Regions from separate parts of the Mus musculus genome. Here all the other regions are linked to region 1. Evidence: chromatin contacts called from public HiChIP or PLAC-seq data. All regions are on one chromosome and are shown on one strand. Each heading gives the region's core, a stretch centred on a gene start, on an enhancer-like site or on the middle of the called end of the contact. The rest is flanking DNA. Distances are from core to core; before and after follow the strand shown. Region 1 overlaps Syn2 (synapsin II). Region 2 overlaps Raf1 (v-raf-leukemia viral oncogene 1). Region 3 holds the start of Mkrn2 (makorin, ring finger protein, 2).

Region 1 (3,792 bases), core at 868-3,367:
GGCTGCTCTTAGTTCCTCAACACCTAATAGCAGCTCACAACCATCTGTAGACCCAGTTCCAGAGGATCCGACACCTTTTTCTGACCTCTTCTGACACTGCATGCTCATGGTGCATAGACATACAGGCAGGCTAAACACCCATACACATGAAATAGTTTTTTATTTAAATAAAGCCTAATATGAAACCCATCCACTTGTCATTTTAAGTAGACATGAACTAGTGTCACTAGCTAAATTTCCACATATTTACCTCTGTAGTGACAATTTTGGAATTTTGGTTTCTTTAAAAATACAGAAATATTATAAGAATGTGTTTTCATTTTAATCCCAGGTGTGGGGACATGGGGCTGCTTCAGACTGTCCGAAGCAGTGGACCATAATTTGCCTCGTGCTTTAGCAGAAGTGTGATTTTACCAGCTGCAAATAGTTTCTGTGATTGTGTTACAATTGAAATTCTGGGAACTTTTCAGAGGGTATATAAATGCTAGAGCCCTAAGAGATGTGGTTGTTGGTTGATGGTCTCAGTTGTTAGTAGTCATGCTCAAAGAAGAAACAATAGGAAAGAAGCTAGATTTATGGATCTCTCCCCCCACTATCCTTCTTTCTCTCCTATCTGGTGATAGTGGCGAAACTGGGGGCTGGGGATAAAGGGTGTGAAAAAGAAGAACCTATGAAGTATAAAGACAGGCTACGTTCTCCTCCTTCCCGCCGTATCATGAGCCTCCTGAGAAGGATATGTGTTTCTCAAAGAGCTTACAAGTCCCATTGTTCAACAGCTCACCCTCACTCCTTTCTACTTTATGTGACTCATGCCTATGACAGATGATTTCATGTGTCAACTTGAGTAGGGTACTAGGTGCCCGGTTATTTGTTTAAACAGTATTTCTTAACACGTGAAAGTGGTTTTAGATCAGATTAGCATTTGAATCAGTAGACTAAGTAAAGCATATTGTCTTCTAACTCTCTCTCTCTCCCTCTCTGTGTGTGTGTATGTGTGTCTCTCTGTGTGTGTGTCTGTTAGACTGTCACCAAGTTGCTTCTAAACACAGGCTGAAACTTCTACTGGCGCACCAGTGTCTCCAGATTGCCAACTGCAAATCTGAGACCTTTTTAATCTCCATATGTATGTGAGCCAATTCTGTTTCCCACTGTGTGTGTGTGTGTATGTGTGTGTGTGTGAGAGAGAGAGAGAGAGACAGACAGACAGACAGAGACAGAGAGAGAGACAGAGACAGAGAGACAGAGATAAAAAGACACAGGTAAAGAACATTATAGCAAGAACTTTGCTGTTATGGGAATTGCTGTATTTATCTTATGCTCAGCTCAAACAAGTGTAAAAAATAAACATTTATAATGAACACTTACTCTAACATATGACAGGGCTGAATTCTAACTTAATTGGTTTTTATTTGCTTGTTTGTTTCTTTGTTTTTTGGAACATGGGGACAGGGCTTGTTGCTTCTTTGGAACAAACTTAGGGCCTTGTATGTGCTGGGCTAGCACTCTGCCATGAGGTACATCCCTAGCCCCTAATGTTCTATTTCAGGTATAAATTAACATAGCAGTTAATGAAAGGCTTGTAATTTTATTCTCATTATAACAAGAACACCATCTCCTCTCAGCTTTCTAAGAGAAGATTCTGCCTAGGGGCTTTTTAACTTCTAATAGCAGGCTCACAGAAAGGAAATGTTTGACTACTTCAAGATCTAACAATAGATCCTAGTCTAATAGCACACACCTGTCATCCCAGCATCAGGAGGCAGAGGCCAGAAAATCACAAATCTGAAGACAGTGTGAACGACATGACCCTAAAACAATATTACAGCAACAACAACAACAACACAGCATCAACAAGGCAGGTTGTTGCTCATCTTGCCCTGTGTTAAATTCCTATCCTGTTAGGAAAAACCTAACAGAGGCTGACCACGTTCCTTCCCACCCCTCTTTACAGCGAGAAGGTAATTCTCCCCAAAACCGGACACTAAAGTCGAACAGAGATCCTGATTACTTTCTGGAGCACTTGTGAAACAAGGACCGGGAAAGGCCTAGCATTGCAGAGCGCAGTGACGCTGGCTTTCTGTCGCTTCATGGGTGTGTTGCTTCTTAGGCTGCTGAATCACCAGGCCATGATTCACAGAGCAAATGCAAAGACGCAGGGTGCTCTCTCTCCCCATGCTCTACTCTCATTAGCAGAGGAGGCTCGAGCCTCCTTTCTCAGGCCAAGTGTAAGCTGCGGTGGCTGGCACTGTCAGCCCACTCACTCGCATAGCTCAGCAGAAACATTTTCATATCTCAAAGCAATAATGCTTTGGATTTCCAAATCCCAGCGCAGGTGGCACATTCCATTCCACAATTTTCCAGCTGGCATCACTTCGGGGGGAGATGCAGTCTTCACAACTGATGCTGGCAGGCTGGAAGGAGACCTGGCACTGTCCTGGAAGACATGTGCCATGGTGTCCCAGATGCACTTGAGTATAGCAACAGGAAAGAGAGACCATATTTAGGTGCCTTCTTCTCATCGTCACGGATGGAGAAACTGAAGCTTAGAGGAGAAAAGTGGACAAGATCGCACCATGGGAATCTTGTGGGAATGTTGGTATAATGGGAAATTCATGCCGGGGCCTGGTCTGGCTCTCTTCTTTGTCAATGTGTCTTTACTTCTAGCCACTGCTAATGATCCGAAACAATCCTCACACTCAACAAGCCCTGAAGAGAAGTTCTAAGAACCAACCCAATCCTGAAGACGTACCCCTTTTAGTCTTCGAACATATTTATTTGAAGAGGATTGTTTAGTACTGTTATAGTGAAACATATTCTATAAACTCTTTAAATATGATAATTCTCATTCATTTACTCTTTCAAAGAAGATCTACTAGATTGGGCACCTATTAAAGGCTCAACTGTCCACCAGGCATCAGATAAGGAAAGGTCTCACCTAGTTGTAACATAAGGACTAAAAAGGAAATGATGTTAGCAGAAGCACAGTGGAATCCTTACCCATGCACAGGCACTAGAGTATCTTAAGTACAATAAAGTCAATAATGGATAGTGTTTTACTACATATTTAGCATTGGTTTCTGAGTTAAGCACTTTATCCATCTTACTCGATTTTCATGTAAGAACTGATGAGGAAGGAGCACTACCCCTGAACTCACTTACTTCACAATGCTTCCAACACACAGCATTACTTAGAAAAACAAAAACCAAACCTTTAGCCAGGCCTAGTGGCATTCACCATCTCTGAACAAACTCTTTTGGTTCAAGGTTAGCCTGGTCTATGTAGTGAAACTGTGTCTCAAATAAACAAACAAATTCAACAATAATATCAACAAATGGAACTTTTAATGGGCATCCACTAGAAAGTCTCAGAACTTACTAGTAATTTTCTAAGATATTCACTTTCTAAGATATTTATGCTAGTTTTCCATTTATTTGATACTTTAAATAATTGATCATAACAATGCCCATTAATATTTGAACACACATTTCCAAGTAAACATGACTTCTAAAAGAGCCCATCGCTTTAAAAAGCTTACTTATGCATGCTAGTAGAGACAGCCAACTCCTTTATGTACAATCTGATACTTTTCTGACTAACAGGCAACTTTTATAACTGTTAATTTTCTTTTTTTTTTCTCACAGTGGCTTACAAAAGAAAAACATCCCAAACTTTAAGTTTTCATTAGTGTACATTAACTGAACAAAGTGGTGGGTTCACTATTGCATTTTCATGCTTGTATATAATGTACTTTGATCATATCTCCCCCCCATCCATTACTGTCCCATGTCTCC
Region 2 (3,792 bases), core at 764-3,263, 430 kb before region 1:
GAAGATAGGATTTTTTTTTTAATTTGTAAATTGATGTCTCCAGATCTTGAGACTTCATGCTGGGAGTAGGACTTGATGCAGTGTTACCCATTCTTGCTGTCACAAGGAAGAAACCACTAAGAAAGATACTGAGGGTTAGGTAGCTGTCCTAGGAACTTCAGATTTAGTAATTTTAGTAATGTTCCACTTTTAATGATCAGCATGCTTTTTTTTTAAATGACATAATAAATTCAGTTAACTGTAACTAAAGAAATGGCAAAATATATGTACAATAAAGTTTCCTGGGTATACTGGTGCATATCCTTACTCCCACCCAGCACTTGGCAGGTGGAGGCAGGCAGCCCGCCTGGTCTCCTACATTGCAAGTTACAGGCCAGCCAGGGTTACATAGCGAGACCTTGTCTTAAAAAAAGAGGTTATGGCTGTAGAGAGGGCTCAGCAATTAAGAACGTTGGCTGCTCTTCTAGAGGACCTGGGTTTGGTTCCCAGTACTCACACTGGCTGACATATAGCCACCTGTAACTCCAGTTCCAGGAGATTTGATGTCCTCTTCTGGCCTCTATAGGCACCAGGCATGTACATGATGCACAGACATACATTCAGACAAAACACCAATACATATATCTATATCTATATCACCCATATATATATTTATATATATCACATATGTGATATTTATCTTTAATTATATATATAATAAGGATATATATATATATACACATATAAATTAAAGATAAATAAAATAACTTTTTAAAAGTTAACCACTTTTAAAGATTTATTATTCTATGAGTATGTGTGTGTGTTTCTGTGTACCACATGAATACAAATGCTCTCAGGCCAGAAGAGGATTCTGGGTTCCTCTGGAGTTACAGGTGGTTCAAGGTTAGCTTGTGTTAATCTAAAAATTCCAGTCTAGTCTATAGTCTAGATCCTGAGTCAAAACAACAATGACAAAAAACCCGAACCAAAAGTTGAGACTGTTTTGGCTTCTCTGTGTCATTTGTGTTTCCATATGAGTTTTAGGATCAGCTTGTCATCTTCTACAAAAATGTTTGATTTTTAAAAAAAATTAAAAAAATTTTTTGTCACCTTGACACAAGCTAGAATAATTTGAGAAGAGGGGGCCACAGTTGAAAAATGCTTCCATAACATTGGTCTACCTGTGGGTCATTTTCTTAATCAGTAACTGATTATGGGGGAGCCCAGTCCACTGTGGGTGGTCCTGGGAGTATAAGAAAGCAAGCCAGGAGGAGCAAGCCAGCAAATAGCACTCTTTTTATGGCCTCAGCTTTTTTTGTTCCTGCCTCAGGTTTCTGTCTCAAGTTCCTACCTTGACTTCTCTGGATGATGGAATACAGCTGTAAAATGAAATAAACCCTTTTCTCCCCAAGTTTTTTTTGGTCATGATATTTTATCACAGGATTGAAACCATAAATAGGGATTGATTGAAACCCCTAGATGAATGTGGAGATTATTGCCCCTTTAACAGTGACCTGTGTATTGATACGCATGGCCCAACATGCTCATGAGTTTGTCTGTTTTCAGTTTTTTTAATTTAATTTAATTAAAAAATTTTTTTTTCTGTTTTCAGTTTTAAGAACCCCATGCCCAGTGTCTCCATTTAAGATCAAGTTCCAGCTTTGATTCTGCTGTAATTTTTCAAGGTTGGGGCTAGAGTGTGAGGGAGATGGCTGTTAAATGAACATAAGTGTTCCTTTAAAGGGAAGTGTAGGTTGTGCATCTCACTTTGCTGAAAGAGAACTCTGTAGACTGCTTGTGAACAGTCAGCTGTGCTGGTACACTTGTGTGATCCCTGAACTTAGGAGGTGGAGGCTAGAGAGGCTAGGCTGGGCTACAATGAGGTCCCCTGTCTAGGAAAACAGGGTGGGCAGGGGAAGCCACGCAGCTTTTGAAATGACCCTTGATGTTTGCTTTGAGGCAGGAGAGATGACAGAGGACAGGCTTTGTTTAGCAAGAGACTGCTGGAGGTACAGGAGAGTGGAAGTGAACTGACAGACTTTAGGTCAGGTCTAGAATTTTATGGTGATTAGGTTTGTTTAAAAGCCTGGGGTGGGGCTGGAGTTCTGGCTCAGAGGTTGAGAGGTTAAGTGTACTGGCTGGTCTTGCAAAGGACTGGGGTGTGGTCCCAGTCCTCTTGTGGCAGCTCACAACTCAATTATCAGTAACTCCAGTTCCAGGGGCTCCAGTGCCATCTTTTAGCCTCCCTGGGCTCTAGGAACTGTTAAGTACAAGGTCATATTATGTAAAGGACATCTTTTCTGCTAGCATAGTGTTCCACTAAAGGCCTTTGCCTTTCTCACCTAACAGAAGAGCAGTGAGCTGCTGTACTTAAAATGTACTGCATTGCACCCAACATGTATTCCTTCATTTTGTGCATGCATGAGTGTGAGTGTGTGTTTGTGCCATGGGGCACATGTGGAGATCAGAGGGCAGCTTGATGCTGGTTCTTATCGTCCACCGTGTGAGTAGAGGTGATCAAACTCAGGACAGGGTTGATGTCAAGCCGTCTACACGCCCAGCATCTCTCTGGCCCTCCCTACCTTTTACATTTTTATTTATTTATGATTATTGTGTGTTTATGGCATGTGACTGCATATGTGCTTGCTATGGTTCAAATGTGGAGAACAGAGGACAACTTAATAAGAGTCATGTGTCACTTTGCACTATGGCTTCTGGATATTGAACTCAGGCTTGAATGACAAGTGCTTTTACCCAAGAGAGCCACTTCGTTGGCTCTGGTTCACTATTTATATTTATTATTTTACCTCAAATCAAGGAACAGCAGTGTTATATAAGAACTTGTAAGAATGTGGAGATTAAGCAGAGCTCCTAGGAGAGTTGCATATAATATTATACTTTCTATACTATTTTGGTAAAAGGAAGTCAGCAGTGTTACTTTAGTTAACTATCTGGTTTCTCCAGGGCTTTGAGCTAGATAGAAATTAGGAAGTATTAGAGAAATGCAAACAAAGCCCTTCTAGCACCAGCTGAGGCTTTCTCCCCCTCAAACCCCTGTTAGGGTCATTGGTTGTAGTCAGTGCCTTGCCCCATATTCCTTAAAGTCATCCAGGAGGGATGTGTCCTGTGTTTTGTGAAGTGCTGCCCTGTTGGATTATGTCAGTCATGTTCAGCCACCAGGAAGTTCTCAGAACCCAGCACAAGCCTTACTGCTTCCTCCATGGGGAAGATAATAAGCTTACGGGGCTAAGTTCCCAGAAAACAAAAGTAAAACAAAAAGCATATCTGTGTAGAAGGTTTCTAGAAGACTGAATTAGAACTTCTTTAATTGTGGAGAGTTAGAATGTTCTGAGTGAATTATCTTGGGCTACCTTTAGTCCTCTTAATAGTCATTCATTGTCCAAGCATCTATTTGGTCAAACACTTGGATATCAAGCAAAACCTCTGAACTGTCCTCTGAACAGACCTTTAGGTTCCACCCATCCCCAGTCTCACTGTGGCTTGGGTGGATCTGGAGCCTGGAGTAGAACGCCCCGCTCCCCTTGCATCCTCTTGCTCTGTTCCTGCTGGTGAACTCAGTTAGTACGTTGACATATGACTTCTTTCCCTTGTAGCCACTTCTATGATGAGGCTTGTCATTTGAGGCCACATAAGTCCTCGTTCCTAGGCTGCTGCCACTCATTTTTGGCTTAGAATAAATTCTCTCTCATTCCTTTGAGGTGAGCTGTGCTGTGCTGTGTCCTGTCAGCAGGACCATAGGTGCATGGGAACTTAATTGTGGGTTATCTGCTGTTTCTTCTTTTCCTTAGAAGA
Region 3 (3,792 bases), core at 714-3,213, 380 kb before region 1:
GCCTTTAATCCCAGCACTCGGGAGGCAGAGGCAGGCGGATTTCTGAGTTCGAGGCCAGCCTGGTCTACAGAGTGAGTTCCAGGACAGCCAGGGCTATACAGAGAAACCCTGTCTCAAAAACAAAAACAAAAAACAAAACAAAAAAACAAAACCATCTAGGTGTGGTGGCAATTAATTCTTGCATGGGAAGGAGAGGTAGGCAGATCTGAGTTCAAGGCCAGCCTGATACATATAGAGAGTTTCAGGATATACACAGAGAGACTCTGTCTCAAACAACAAAACTGTAAACAAGCAGAGTTTTAGAGGTTATTTTCTAAGTAGCTTGAGTCTGCTTTAAAGGCCACTGTGGTAGGAACACGTCCTCCTGCAGACGGAAGGGAGTAAGTACCCATTCACTCATCCTCAACAGAGACGTTCTAGTAGCGATGACCTGCAAGCACTGTTACAGGACTGCCGAAAAGTTCCCATTGCTGTGATAAATCACCAGGACCTAAAGCGACTTTGGGAGGAGAGCTTAGACTTGTAGGTATCTTCTACTTAAGTGTCTTACTCCATCACTATGGGAGGCCAGTGCAGGACTCCAGGCAGGAGCTAATGCAGAAGCAAGGAGAGTGCTGTTGACTGGCTTGACCCTCTTGGCTTGCTCAGCCTTTCTTACTGCACCCAGGACCACTAGCCCAGAGGTGGCACCACCCACAGTGAGCTGGGTCCTCCCACATCAGTTATCAACCAAGAGGTTCCCTCTTCCCAAATGATGATGTCTCATGTCAACTTTGTCAAGTTAACACAAAACTAGCATATGCATACACACAGACACACACAGACATACACAAACTGCAGTTTTCTGATTACTACTTAACATAAACCACCTGGGACCTTGGTACATGGTTCAACCCTTAATATCTTAAGTCGAACAGAACTCTTCATAAAGGTATTAGTTCTAGGAGTCTGCACTAATGAGAAATAACAAGGTCATTAAATGCTTACCACATATCCAAACTACATCTCAATTTCTTAATTTACTGAAACCAACTAAAGTCTGTATAAGCCGAGGCTCCTTTAATCCAAAAAGCTTGGGCTCAGGAGAGTCTTTAATTTTTTTTGTACTTTACAGTATTTTCATGTACATAAGGTCTTGGGGATAGTACAAGAGTCTAAACACAGAATTCATCATTTCACATATGCTTATACACATACCCTGAAAAAGTTCTCTGTGTAGCCTTTGCTGTCCTGGACTCCCTCTATAGACCAGGCTGGCTTCAACTAACTGAGATCCACCTGCCTCTGCCTCCCAGTGCTGGGATTAAAGGCGTGCGCCACCACCGCCCGCCTTCTATTTAGGTATCTTAAGAGTATTGGATTTTGGAGCCTTTTGAAATTTGGGTTTCCACAGTCGGGATTCTCACAAGCCTTACTTCCCAAGCTGCACCTCCTGAGCATGCAAACTCACAGGACTAGACCCCAATGACAGCCACAAGCTCGTCACCAAGTTAGTACGTTGCTACTCAACCCAACTATTTTTGTTTCAAAATAGTAGTCACGGAATAGTTTTCTGCTTTCCACTTCGTCTAACAAGCCGCCTTTCTGTTCCTAAATGGGTGTCGCTTTACCTCTGGTGGCCTCGGTTTCCTGCATCTCGAAATGGGACTCTTCGGAGGCTCAGTGGTGATGCTGGATAAGAAATGCGACCTGCCCGTGTTTCCCCGCAATCGCCCTCGCTCACTCTCTGCAAGTCGCGGTTGCAGCAGCTCTTGCCGCTCTAGCCTCTATGCGGCCTTCCTGCGCGTTATCCGCGCTGTCCGCCCCCCGCCACCGCCCGCCTCGGCCCCTCGCCTCCCTCCCTGGCTGCCCCGCAGCGCCCAAGGCCCAGAGGGGCCGCGCACTCACCTGCAGGTGACCTGCTTGGTGCTCATGGCGGCGGGGCCACGGGCTGGAGTCGCACTGAAACCTCAGAGCCGCCAGCGCCGTGGCCCAGCCCGGCCCCGCCCCGCCCTTCCCCGCCCCGCCCCGCCCCCCGCGGAGTCGCGTCACTCCTGCGCGCGCCACCCTCGTTCGTGCGCTACTTCTAAGGTGCCGCCCGGAAACCTAACCACCATCACAATGGGTTCCGCCAGGGCCTGGAGCCGGAAGGTCCCTACTCCTTAGTAGTCCGGATCCCAACTTTCTGAGGCTAAGGGTCTGAGCATGTCTAGTATACTGAATTTACCAATCATCTGCGAGGCCCTTACTTCTAGGGTTCGGCCCCCATCTCTCAAGGCAGTCTTTTAAGATGATGATGATGATGATTGATGATGTTAATGATGATAAAAGTAATTTTACTATTTATCTTTATTTTATGATATGAGTGTTTTTGCCTGCATGTGTGGCTGTACACCAAGTGGAATGCAGTGCTGGTGCAAGCCAGAAGAGGGAGTTAGATCACCTGAAACTGGAGTTGCAGACGATTGTGAGTTACCATGTCGGTGCTGGGAACTGAACCCTGGTCCCCAACTAAACAGCCAGTGCTCCTAACCACTGAGCCATCCTCTAGTAAGAATTTTTATTTATTTATTTATTTTTGGATAATTTCATACATGTGTACAATGTATTTGATTATATCCACACCAAATATCCTCTCCCCGTACTGATCTTTTTGTGTACATACATACATACATACATACATGCATACATACATACATACGTACATAACTCAAGGCAGGAATCTGGAGGCAGACACTGAAGCAGTATGTACATATATATAATTTGGATTTTTGCAAACTACAGTTGTGTTATCAGCTTTGAAAAAGTGTCTCCTGGTTTATTGTGTTGAGTTGGCATTGTATAGAAATGAACAGCAGGGGGCTGGAGAGATGGCTCAACGGTTAAGAGCACTGACTGCTCTTCTGAAGATCCTGAGTTCAAATCCCAGCAACCACATGGTGGCTCACAACCAGCCGAAATGAGATCATGAGATCTGGTGCCCTCTTCTGGTGTGTCTGAAAACAGCAACAGTGTACTTACATATAATAAATAAATTTAAAAAAGAAGAAGAAGAAAAAATGAACAGCATAGTACTCTGGAAACATTATGGGTATTCTTTTCATTTTATAGAGGTGGTACACTGTAAAAACAGGTAAGGACTTCTGAATGCTCAGCTCTAAATAGAACATGTGTGCCAATACCCTGACCTTGCTAGCAAGGCTCTGAGAATATCATGGAAGGGGGAGAAAGAATGTAAAAGCTGGAGGGTTGGGAGAGTGCCATGGAATGCTGTCTCCCGACATGACATAGCTTTAGACTTAGGAACACTCAGTAGCTGTGGCTACCTACAAAAGATCTGCAGAAGACTGTGCCCACGGCCAATTGTGGTAGTGCATGCCTGTGATGGTTTGTATGTGCTTGCCCAGAGAATGGCACTATTTGAAGGTGTGGCCCTGTTAGAGTAGGTGTGTTAGTGTGAGTGTGGGCATTAAGATCCTCATCCTAGCTGCCTGGAAGTGAGTCTCCCACTAGCAGCCTTAAGACAAAGATGCAGAGCCGGGCGTGGTGGCTCACGCCTTTAATCCCAGCACTCAGGAGGCAGAGGCAGGTGGATTTCTGAGTTCGAGGCTAGCCTGGTCTACAAAGTGAGTTCCAGGACAGCCAGGGCTATACAGAGAAACCCTGTCTCAAAAAAAAAAAAAAAAAAAAAGACAAAGATGTAGAACTCTCAGCTCTACCTGCACCATGCCTGCCTGGATGCTGCCATGTTCCTGCCTTGATGATAATGGACTGAACTTCTGAACCTGTAAGCCAGCCCCAATTAAATGTTGT

What was found. HiChIP or PLAC-seq counts read pairs in DNA pulled down with a chosen protein or histone mark.
Region 2: a contact with region 1 is called in an HNF4G HiChIP or PLAC-seq map of pancreatic cancer cells. The contact joins two enhancer-like sites. A contact is called at or near these places in 1 of 39 promoter capture datasets (cranial neural crest) and 1 of 115 datasets of contacts at active chromatin or transcription factors (pancreatic cancer cells).
Region 3: a contact with region 1 is called in a FOXA1 HiChIP or PLAC-seq map of pancreatic cancer cells. The contact joins the promoter of Mkrn2 here to the enhancer-like site in region 1. A contact is called at or near these places in 6 of 39 promoter capture datasets (the 3T3-L1 cell line, embryonic stem cells, hippocampal neurons and 2 more), 1 of 15 datasets of contacts at CTCF or cohesin (the NIH/3T3 cell line), 24 of 484 Hi-C or Micro-C datasets (the AML12 cell line, the C2C12 cell line, the G1E-ER4 cell line and 13 more), 8 of 115 datasets of contacts at active chromatin or transcription factors (DN3 thymocytes, astrocytes, embryonic hindbrain and 5 more) and 3 of 9 other capture datasets (adipose tissue, liver and macrophages).

What each region holds. Positions count from the first base shown.
Region 1 is chr6:115,219,911-115,223,702 of GRCm38.p6, reverse strand. The region is part of intron 1 of Syn2 (synapsin II); the gene reads right to left. Among named protein-coding and RNA genes, the nearest start is that of Timp4, 30 kb to the left of the region's middle. Within about 2 kb of position 2,117, at least 43 of the 459 cell types and tissues checked have an H3K27ac peak or open chromatin away from gene starts, as enhancers often do. A contact at or near this core is called in the C2C12 cell line, the HL-1 cell line, cortical neurons and 1 more, where this site is marked.
Region 2 is chr6:115,649,387-115,653,178 of GRCm38.p6, reverse strand. The region is part of intron 1 of Raf1 (v-raf-leukemia viral oncogene 1); the gene reads left to right. Among named protein-coding and RNA genes, the nearest start is that of D830050J10Rik, 25 kb to the left of the region's middle. Within about 2 kb of position 2,013, at least 92 of the 459 cell types and tissues checked have an H3K27ac peak or open chromatin away from gene starts, as enhancers often do. A contact at or near this core is called in pancreatic cancer cells, where this site is marked.
Region 3 is chr6:115,600,109-115,603,900 of GRCm38.p6, reverse strand. It overlaps Mkrn2 (makorin, ring finger protein, 2), which reads right to left and starts at 1,963. Exons shown (of 8, transcript NM_023290.3): 1 at 1,888-1,963. The coding sequence starts at 1,913.